2 separate regions of the Rattus norvegicus genome follow, and region 2 is linked to region 1. The links are chromatin contacts, called in public Hi-C maps. All regions are on one chromosome and are shown on one strand. The core of a region is the stretch at or near the end of the contact, and the rest is flanking DNA. Distances in the headings are between cores, read along the strand shown.

What was found. Hi-C and Micro-C count contacts between places; a contact is called where the count stands out from the background.
Region 2: a contact with region 1 is called in a Hi-C map of the A7r5 cell line, with 1.7 times the contacts expected there. The contact joins two enhancer-like sites. A contact is called at or near these places in 2 of 12 Hi-C or Micro-C datasets (the A7r5 cell line and Schwann cells).

Annotation. Positions count from the first base shown.
Region 1 is chr11:82,548,894-82,553,631 of GRCr8, forward strand. All of the region lies in intron 4 of Dlg1 (discs large MAGUK scaffold protein 1), which reads right to left. Among named protein-coding and RNA genes, the nearest start is that of Dlg1, 57 kb to the right of the region's middle. Within about 2 kb of position 3,413, at least 8 of the 93 cell types and tissues checked have an H3K27ac peak or open chromatin away from gene starts, as enhancers often do. A contact at or near this core is called in the A7r5 cell line, where this site is marked.
Region 2 is chr11:82,677,800-82,682,468 of GRCr8, forward strand. No RefSeq gene overlaps it. Among named protein-coding and RNA genes, the nearest start is that of Dlg1, 72 kb to the left of the region's middle. Within about 2 kb of position 1,427, at least 70 of the 93 cell types and tissues checked have an H3K27ac peak or open chromatin away from gene starts, as enhancers often do. A contact at or near this core is called in the A7r5 cell line, where this site is marked.

The DNA.
Region 1 (4,738 bases), core at 2,163-4,662:
CTAGTGTCTATGAAACCTTTCTGTGCACAATGAAAACATTCTAGAATAAATGACAGAAGTTACAGGACCTTCTGTGCACAGAATGTATTCTCTACAAGGGTAAATCCACCTGGTGAGACTCTCAGTCTAGACTGCAGGGCACTTTCCCTTTCCTAGTGACACGGCGTAGCAACAGTTTTCATAGTTGCCTCTACTTCCTTTCATTTACCTTTGAATAGTCAGCAGCTGACAGTATAAACGAAGATACTGCCATGTGCTCTTATGATGGATGTGCCTACTATATATCACAAAATACTCCATGATACAATCCTTACTTAATAACTATATGGATGAAAATGCTGCATTTCTTTTTTGTCCTTAATTATTCACTCACCTTTCTTTGAATTTGAGTAAAATTTAGTGTTGACATGTGAAAACTTGAAAGTCTCAAATTATATAATCAAATTAATGATAGAGCATTTATTCATGTTCTGGTCAGTAGTTGTGCAATGTCCATGTTGTTATTGGAGGTGTATATCAAAGAATTACACACTCTTACGTGACTGTCTTTGAAAAGGCTGCTGTTATATTAGTATTTAATTATTTGTAAACTCAGCCTTAAGCTTGAGTGAGCTAACAAAGTCAATCAGCCAGACTGTTCGAATCTATACTGTGAGGTTTTTGTTTTCCTTCCAAGGAGGAAGGAGTAGTCCAGGCAACTATATGAGATAGGGACCTACTCCACCTAATGACCTTTAATTGAGAAAAAAAAAAAAAAAAAACCAAACATCCAAAGCCCCATCGGAGTATTTAAGGCTATGAAGAAGACAAGGAAGGAGTCACTGAGCTACAGGAACAATAGCTCTTCGTGTGTGTGTGTGTGTGCGTGTGTGTGTGTGTGTGTGTGTGCGCGCGCGCGCGCGCACACACACGCACAAAGGCCAAGGGAGAGCATCCAATCTCCTACTCTGTCACTCTCCACCTTACTCTCTTGCCACAGGGCTCCAACTGAACCCAGAGCTAGGCTGGCAGCCAGCAAGGACCAGCGACTCTTGTCTCCACCTCTGCAGCCGCTGAGATCACAGATACCTGCACACGACAGCGCCCAGTTTTTCACCTCAGCGCAGGGATCTGAACTCCAGTCCTTCTGCTTGCACAGCAGGTGCTTTACCCACTGAGCCATCTCTCCAGTGCCATGAATGGTTTTTGAAAATCACATATTTACTGCAAAGCTATACTATTAATATGTATAAAATACCTACTAATCCATTTATAACCATAACTAAGCACCATGGTTACAGCTGAAATATAAAGATACCTTTTAAAGTATTTTTGTTATTAAGAATATACTCCAGAAAACTTGCTGTATGATTGTGAAGTACTCACACAGCTAACTTCCTAAGGGAATCTTAAGCTGTGATGTCTGCCTAGTCTGCTTTTAGCTGCTATGAGAAAACTGACCTAAACCAGCTTTGGTGTAGGAGGAATTTGGTTACACCTCCACACCACAGTCCATCACTGAGGGAAATCAGGGCAGGCACTCAAGCCAATTAGAGGCATGAGCGGTGCATGGTACATGACCAAAGATGAAACTGGTCATTTTGTACACAGTGGAGGCTGATGCTGTCAGGGACAACTGATTGGACAGTTCTGTGCTTCCCAAGCTCTATGTCAAACTACATTACTGTACGAGCAGGGTGGGCAGGAATTGATCTCAGGAAGCCTGGAACAACCAAACACCCCACTGTGATTTAGAGCTGCTGCTCCCGCCACTGCGCGCCACGGCCTCTACCAAAGCCCATGTAAGGAACTAGCTTCCAAAGAAAGGGCAGAAGAAAAACCATTTGGGAAAAATAAAGTGGAATTTTAAAAGTACATTACAGTTTAAGTATTATACTTATATGCTGGGAGAAAAGATTTACTTTCTATTATTCTTTCAGGCTGTCTCTGGTCAGCAAAATTTATAGGACTATTCACCTCTAAAAAGTAGGGTGCTTGTACACTTAACATTTTACCTGAATTTCTTTTACCACAAAGCTTTAAATAATAAGTTCTGAACTTATACGAACACATCAGTGAAAAATGTAATTCGTGTATTTGTAGTCTGTATATAGTCTCTTGTCAACATATAGTTTACTATTCCAACACTCTGGGAAAGCAGTCTTTAAAAATGCTAACGATAAAGTTAAGCCTCTCACGTGATGATACTAGTCAACCTACATTCTTTTTCACTTCCAACATTATTGAAGTATTTTTTATTATTCAAGTATAACTCAGATGCCCTTTCAAAGTGTCTTTATTATACATGCCCATAAGACATTTTTAATACAATATTTTCTTCACTTTCCCGCTAGAGGGCCACCAAGAATCCTAAATGGCATTCTGTGCCTACCACAGAATGGATAAAAGTGATGAGGTTTTGAAGAGGGATTCAGCACTCACAGAGAATAATGGACTAACTGTGGAATTCCTCTTCTAAACCGCTTAGAATGATCCATCTGACGAGGACAGCCTTGTAGAGACACTTTATACAACCCACAACATATAATCAGCTTAAATTTTAAGAAGGAACTATTTCTACTGATTAACTTTTTACATTGAAAAACAATACTTTCAATAATTAACAACCCCCCTACAAACATCCCATTGTACACAACACTTGAAGAAAAGCCTAAAACCCAGAGAAACATAAATGTAGCCTGAGTGCTCCAAGCCAACAAAGGGACTTTCTGCTGGCTCACAATTAAACGCCCAACCAAAACAAACACATTAATAAAACGCTTCCTTATTAGCCATTTCTACTACCAATTTAAGATATACTCATATCATAAACTGGAAAGCTTCACAGTTCTTCAAAAACTAAAGAAAAATTATTTAAAATTATTTCTGGGGTAAGCAAGATTGCTCAGAACCTGGTGACCTGAGACCCTAAAACTCACAAAATAGGAGAACTGACTCCTGCAAACTGTCCTCTCACCATGACATGTAGATTAACACATATACTAGATCAACATATACAAGTTAAGAAATTAAGTATTTCTTTATATTTATCTCTTTGTATTTATATTATATCCAGAAATATGTTAGAAAGCTCTTCCTGTTTTCAACTGGTTTTAAATCACATAACATTTTTAATTGCAGATTTATGTAAATACATCACTTTAATTTTTTTATGAGTACAAGTGTTTTGAGCTCATGTTTGTATTTGTGCCTCTTTTGTCCCTAGCATGTGTGAAGGTTAGGAGAGGGTCAGATCCTTTGGAACTGGAGTTACAGAGGAGGACATCATGTAGGTACTGGAACCAAACCCAGTTGCTTTCTACAAGAACAAGTGCTCTTAGCTGCTGAGCCGTCTGCCCAACCCCAACACATCACTTCCTTATGCCGTTTAATAATGCTCTATCTCAGTGTTTCTTACCCTTCCTGATGCTGTGACCCTTTAATACAGTTCCTCATGTTTTTCTGACCCCCCCAACCACAGAATTATTTTCGTTGCTACTTCATAACTGTAATTTTGCAGTTATGAGTCATAACGTAAATATCTACATTTTTTCCCAGTGGTCTTAGGGAACCCTTGTGAAAGGGTCATTGTACCCTCGGGGGATTGTGACCTACAGGTTGAGAATGTTGTTCTATGTAAAGATTTTTTTTTTATGGCCAAAGTTTGAACCATGACTAAAGTAACATAACACTGATTTACAGATGGAAAAGGAGCATGCCTTCGTTGTTTTAGATGCAAGCTTTTTTCCCTCTATGTAACAAGATTAACTTGATTCTGAACTTTAAAAAGCCTATAATATTAGTTTAAATACTAAACCAACAGCCACTGAGTGTATCAAAATGTTATCAGAAGATATTCCCAGACCCATATATAAGTAAGAGTTTCCTATGTATTTAATTTTCCACAGGAGGAGAACATAAACATGAAGCGAATAATCCTGTATCAACAGAGAATAATGGCATGTCACACAAAGCTCTCATGAAAACGAGAGCTTGGGGCTAGAGAGTTGGCTCGGCTGTTGAAAATATTTGCTGCTCTGTACGGCCACATTTATTTCCCAGCAAATACACAGGGAGACTCACAAGCACCTGCAACTTCAGCTCCAGGGGACTTAATGCGGTCTTTTGGCCTCTGAAGGCAGCTACACATATGGCATATACATAAATAAAAATAAAAGTTAATCTTTCTTTAATATTAATTTATTTGTTTGTTTGTTTTGTGAGTATGAGTGTTCTCTCAGCATGTATGTCTGTGCACCCCATATGCTTGGTGCCCACAGTCTATTAGATGATGCTGTGTCCCCTGGGACTAGAGTTATAGAGATGCTTGTGAACTGTCATGTGGGTGCTGGGAATTGACCTTGGACCTCTGGAAGAGCAGGTCTCTTAACCACAGAATCATCTCTCCAGCCCACAATATAATAATTAATCTAAATAAAATAAACAGCAGACTTTTCTTATATCTTGTCTGTGCTCAGAACAACTCTAGCGTCAAACACACAAAGTGGCAAAGAATTTCCTGACACAAATTAAAGTCACTTAGTCATCTTACCTGAATTATAATTATTTATCTTTACAAAGTAGTGTGCAAACTCACCTTCTGTTTGTGCAAACATTACGGGCAGTGCACTGCTAGTGTGTGTTACTCTACACTGCCTGATGCTAAGCACTTCAATCAACTCAGACTGAAATTCTAGAACAAGTTCTGGGCCAATGCTGCCAACATGCCTTGAACATATAAACCAAAGCAATCTCTCCA
Region 2 (4,669 bases), core at 177-2,676, 130 kb after region 1:
CAAACCTTCCTCTTCCCTTCAGTTGGGTGGGAGAATGTGTTCCACAGGTCAGGATTCTTGCGTGCCTTGTTCAGTTTCAGGGTCTGACCACTCAGATTCCCTACACCAACTTAGGAGTGTCAGTGCCATAGCAGGGACTGTGTCTGTACGCCCCTGGGAGTTGATAAGGAATTCTGTTGAAAATCCACCCAGGGAGCCTGGAGTGTGGCTAAGGCTGCTTGGAAGAGCTGCCATAGCTCAGAGACTTGTAGGACCCAGAAGAAATCTTGGAGGGGCCATGTCAGAGGCAGCTGAGCCAGACATCCACTTCCCCTGGGCCAGGGCAAGCCTCCTCCAGGCCAGCAATTCTTAGCTGTGACTGCACAGAAGGCTCGCCTGTAGATGAGTTTCCCATGCCCATACTCCAGCCTCTCTTTGCAATATTTGTCTGTGTGTGTGTGTGTGTGTGTGTGTGTGCACATGTATGTGTGTTCTTGGTGTGCACACAAGCTCACATGCATGTGAAGGTCAGAGGTCAACCTCCAGGGTTGTTCCTCAGGACCCATCGCTGTTTTTGAGGGAGAATCTCTCACTGGTCTGGGACTCCACAGTTAGGCTAGGCTGTTTCCTCTGCTGCCCTGGGATTACAAGCACACCACCCCACCTGACTTTTTAGGTATGTGTTGGATCAAACTCAGAGCTTCATGCTTTTGTAGCAACATTTTACTAATTACCTCCCCACCCCCTGATGTTGGTGTATTTTAAAAATGTTCCTCTGGTATATGAACCCAGGAAGAAAATAACTTTCTTTGGGAACAGAGAATGTCCCCAGGGCATTGTCTCAGGGCAAGAACAATGGAGGAATAGGACTCTCAGACATACAACACATGAGTGTTTACCTGTTGAACCTCACGAATCTTGCTGCCCGCTGCACTCCCCTTCCTTGACCCAATCTGAAGAGGTAAACCTGGGCCCAAAGACTGTAACAAAGTTACAAGACCAAGAGATCTCGGGGAAATGAATGGATTTGAGAAAGCAAAGTTGATTTTGTTTTGTTGTTGTGGTTTTGTTTGCTTTTCGTTTTTAATTGAACAGACCAAATTGTTACCTATAGCGTGTTTCTGTTCCCCCAGAGAGTAGCATGCCATGACTATCAGCTGCCAAATATAGCTGAGTCATTCTTCCCAGCTCTCCAAGGCCAGGACACTTTGGTTGCATTCACGGTGGGGGAGGTGAGGTGGATCTGGTTCTTCAGAGAGGAATTCAAGTTACACAAACCCATGTGTGTTCATGCTCTGTCGCTCCGTTTCAGTTACAAAGAAAGAGTGTGTGCCTGCTTGCAAACGGGGCTTCCAGCTCTGGGGCCTCGCTCCCGGCTGCTCATCACCCGTCTCACCCAGAGACAGGCTCGGTGCTGGTGACTCAGAAGCTTCGAGATGGAAGGCAGACTCTAGGGAGCATCGGGAACTGAGTAGTTGGTGGGTGTGAGCTTGGGGCTTCTGTGAATGGCCCAGTGCTGTACAGAAGTTCAGTTTCACACGCTAGAACAAATGGGTCTTTTGTGAATAATAACTGACCTTTGTTTCCTTCTGCCTGGTCCCCCAGCCCCTCCTTCCTTCATACTGGCCTCAGCCAGGATCCTGGGTGCTCCTGCCTGCACTTGGCAATGGGACTGGACATCTCTACTCCATAGCAGGGCTGAGATGGGAGTCGTTGGAGAAAGGCCACTGCACTGTGTCCCTAGAACTTTTAGGGTCTGGTTCTGCTTTTGTCTTTTTATTTTTCTCTTCTTAAATGGTGGTGGGGACAGGGGAGAGAGTCAACCAGAGAAGAGCAGAAGGACACTGGCCCCTGATTGCTACCCGAGGTCCTTCAGACTTCTAGTCCTAAGTTACACATCCCCATCATGGTAACTGGAGATCTGACTTCTTTCAGACCAGAAGGCTGGTACAGGGGACCTGCCTGCTCTCTCAGCTCTGGCTAAGATCCTGACAAAATAGAGTCCTTTCTCTCTCTTCCAATTTCTGCTGAAACAGCAAAGATGGCAGACAGCAGCAGCCATCCTGAAACAAGCGCATCAGCCCTACCTCATTTGCTGGGTTCTAGTAATCTCTTACAATAGCCAGCAGCTAACCCATCTGGCAGACACCTGGTCTTGATTTAATTAACTGGAGAATCGAAGGAACACGGGGTAGGTAAAAATCTGTAATTAGCAATAATCTCTTAAGATTTTCTTTGTTGAGCCACTCCCTCCCCCTCCCCTTTCAGGCAGTGGAAAAGGCTGAGAGGGAGCCAAAGGCAAACACAGTTGAATTCCTGCTTGAGTAATTGTTCCGGAAAGCCTCCAGAAAAAAAAAAAAATTGCTGGCTGTTTAACTCAGCAATTTGAATTTGCATTTAGGAGCATCATCAAGCTGCGAGTGCTTTGATCTCTTGAATGCTTTTGTACACAGGAAAACCACGGGCACCCTGCTCCTATGCTATGCTGTCACAGGGCTTAGAAGCTCTTGGCATTTGGCCAGGAGTAAGAGGTTTGAGAGGAGCTGGCTTTGCTGGGGAAGGAAGCAGCCAGATGCCTGGGAGTGAGCGTCTTAAGAGGAGCCAGCCGGCCAGGACACACCCCTTCATTTTCTAGTCCATAAGATAAGGAGGTGGGGGGGGGGCTGGAGAGATGGCTCAGAGGTTAAGAGCACTGACTGCCCTTGCCCCTTTCCAGAGGGACCTTTCCAGAGGTCCTGAGTTCGAATCCCAGCAACCACATGGTGGCTCGCAACCATCTGTAATGAGATCTGATGCCCTCTTCTGGTGTGTCTGAAGACAGCTACAATGTACGCATATATAATAAATAAATCTTTAAGGAGGTGGGGCCGAATGAGTCCTCAATTTCCAGGTCCGGCCTTCCCAACCGCAGGGGCCTTGCGATTTTTATTTATTTTTTCCTTCTAGGAAGTGAGATCCCTTCCTACACCACAAAGCTGAAGGTGAGGTACATTGTAAGGCAAGGGGGAAGGTAACCAGATGCTTGCTCTGCAGGCTCATCAGAACGTTTAAGGAAAAGATGGACTGGATTAAGAGGCTCCTTTGAACAGTGGTACACCTCAGGTTTTAAGGACCTGTAGCCTCAGAGGAGAGCAACTTTAACTTGCCTCTGGGGGGTTGTGGGGCACCTGTGACCTCAGCCTTAATGAGCATCGTATGGTCAATAGCATTCAAAACCACAGGGGCCTTCTGCAGGCACCCACATCAAACCATTGCCACATGCCTGCGTGCTCTTCTTCAGGGAAGGACAGGACCAGGGCAGCACAGGCAGCAAACTGCCCATGTCCTCATTCACATACGTGTCCCACAGATGTTAATACCTACTACGGAGAGACTTTCTCTGGGAAGACATAAAGAACCATCTAGCATATCTTTTAACCTCAGATAGAAAGGGTCCCAACAAACCAAAGATTTCACCGAAGACCAGCTTGGTGAGCTGAGGGATTTGTTGGGGTTATTTACAGGATCATGAGGGACTCGAGGGTAGCCACATCACTCAACCGTCCCACCCAGAGCATGAAAAACCTAGAAGCGAACATCACCCAAGACCTACTGTTTACCGGGAGAGGCAGGGCCTGGTGAGGATCCCAGGACGGAATGATAATAGGCCAGATGTCACGAGGGCCTCCTGTGGATAATTACAGGTGCCCTGATTCAAGGCAGAGATGGCCATGTTCACCGTGGAGAAGAAGATACCTAAGATAGCTCGGCCTCAGGGTGATAAAAGGCACAACACAGAGGCCTGGTAGCTCTGAGAGTTCATTTTTGCTGCTGTGGCAAAAAAAAATTTTGTGTGGATCTGCAACAAAGTCATTCTCAGAGAGACGTACCTTCTAGCGGTTAACGAGCCCTGATAACCATCAGGTCTCCATGGAGTTGCTATTTCGGTCTGTCCTTAGGGTTTGCTCTCCTCCTTCAAGGTCAGTTCAGTGCCGCCTCCTCTGGGAAGCCTTTTCGCAGAGTACTTACTCCTATTCAGATGAAATCATACCATGTATTACTTTGTGAGATTTCTCCTTTTCACACGTAGTTCCGCGTGGACATGGACTAGACAAGACCTTGTTGGCTTCAGTATGCCTGCTGATATCACTCCCAGACACGTAGGTGGAGGGGTCCTGTACCTCTGGGTCTTTTCCAGGCTCTGGAGTTTCAAATTTTGTGGATTCTCTCTCCCTAGTTCTGAGTTCTCCTAACATTTCTGAGTCTTTTCTCTGGATGTGCTTCCTAGGTCACTCCGCTCTGGAATAGTTAACACCCTCCCTGGTTCTGGCTATTCTAGGGGCTTCGCTGCAGTTAAGACCACACTGTTACTTTCATAACTCTATCCCATTGGCTCACATTAAACGTGGATGGAGTCTGTCGTCACTCTTGCTATAACTAACGTCACTGGTCCCCTATACTGGTGATTATTGTTTTATTTATTTAACTCAAACTTGGGGCCTTGTATTTCTCTGCAGGTGAGAGAGTGTTCCTCCTTTGAAACTGTGAAGGAGATCTGAGTCTTCAGTGAGACACAGGATCTTGAGTGTGAGTTCAAATACATGTCACGCTCTGTGGCTTGACCTGTGTTCTTAGCCCTGTGCCCAGAGAAGACGATGACTTCCAGCACCGGCAGCTCTGGGGGGTGGCTCATTGTGGAATCACAGGCTGA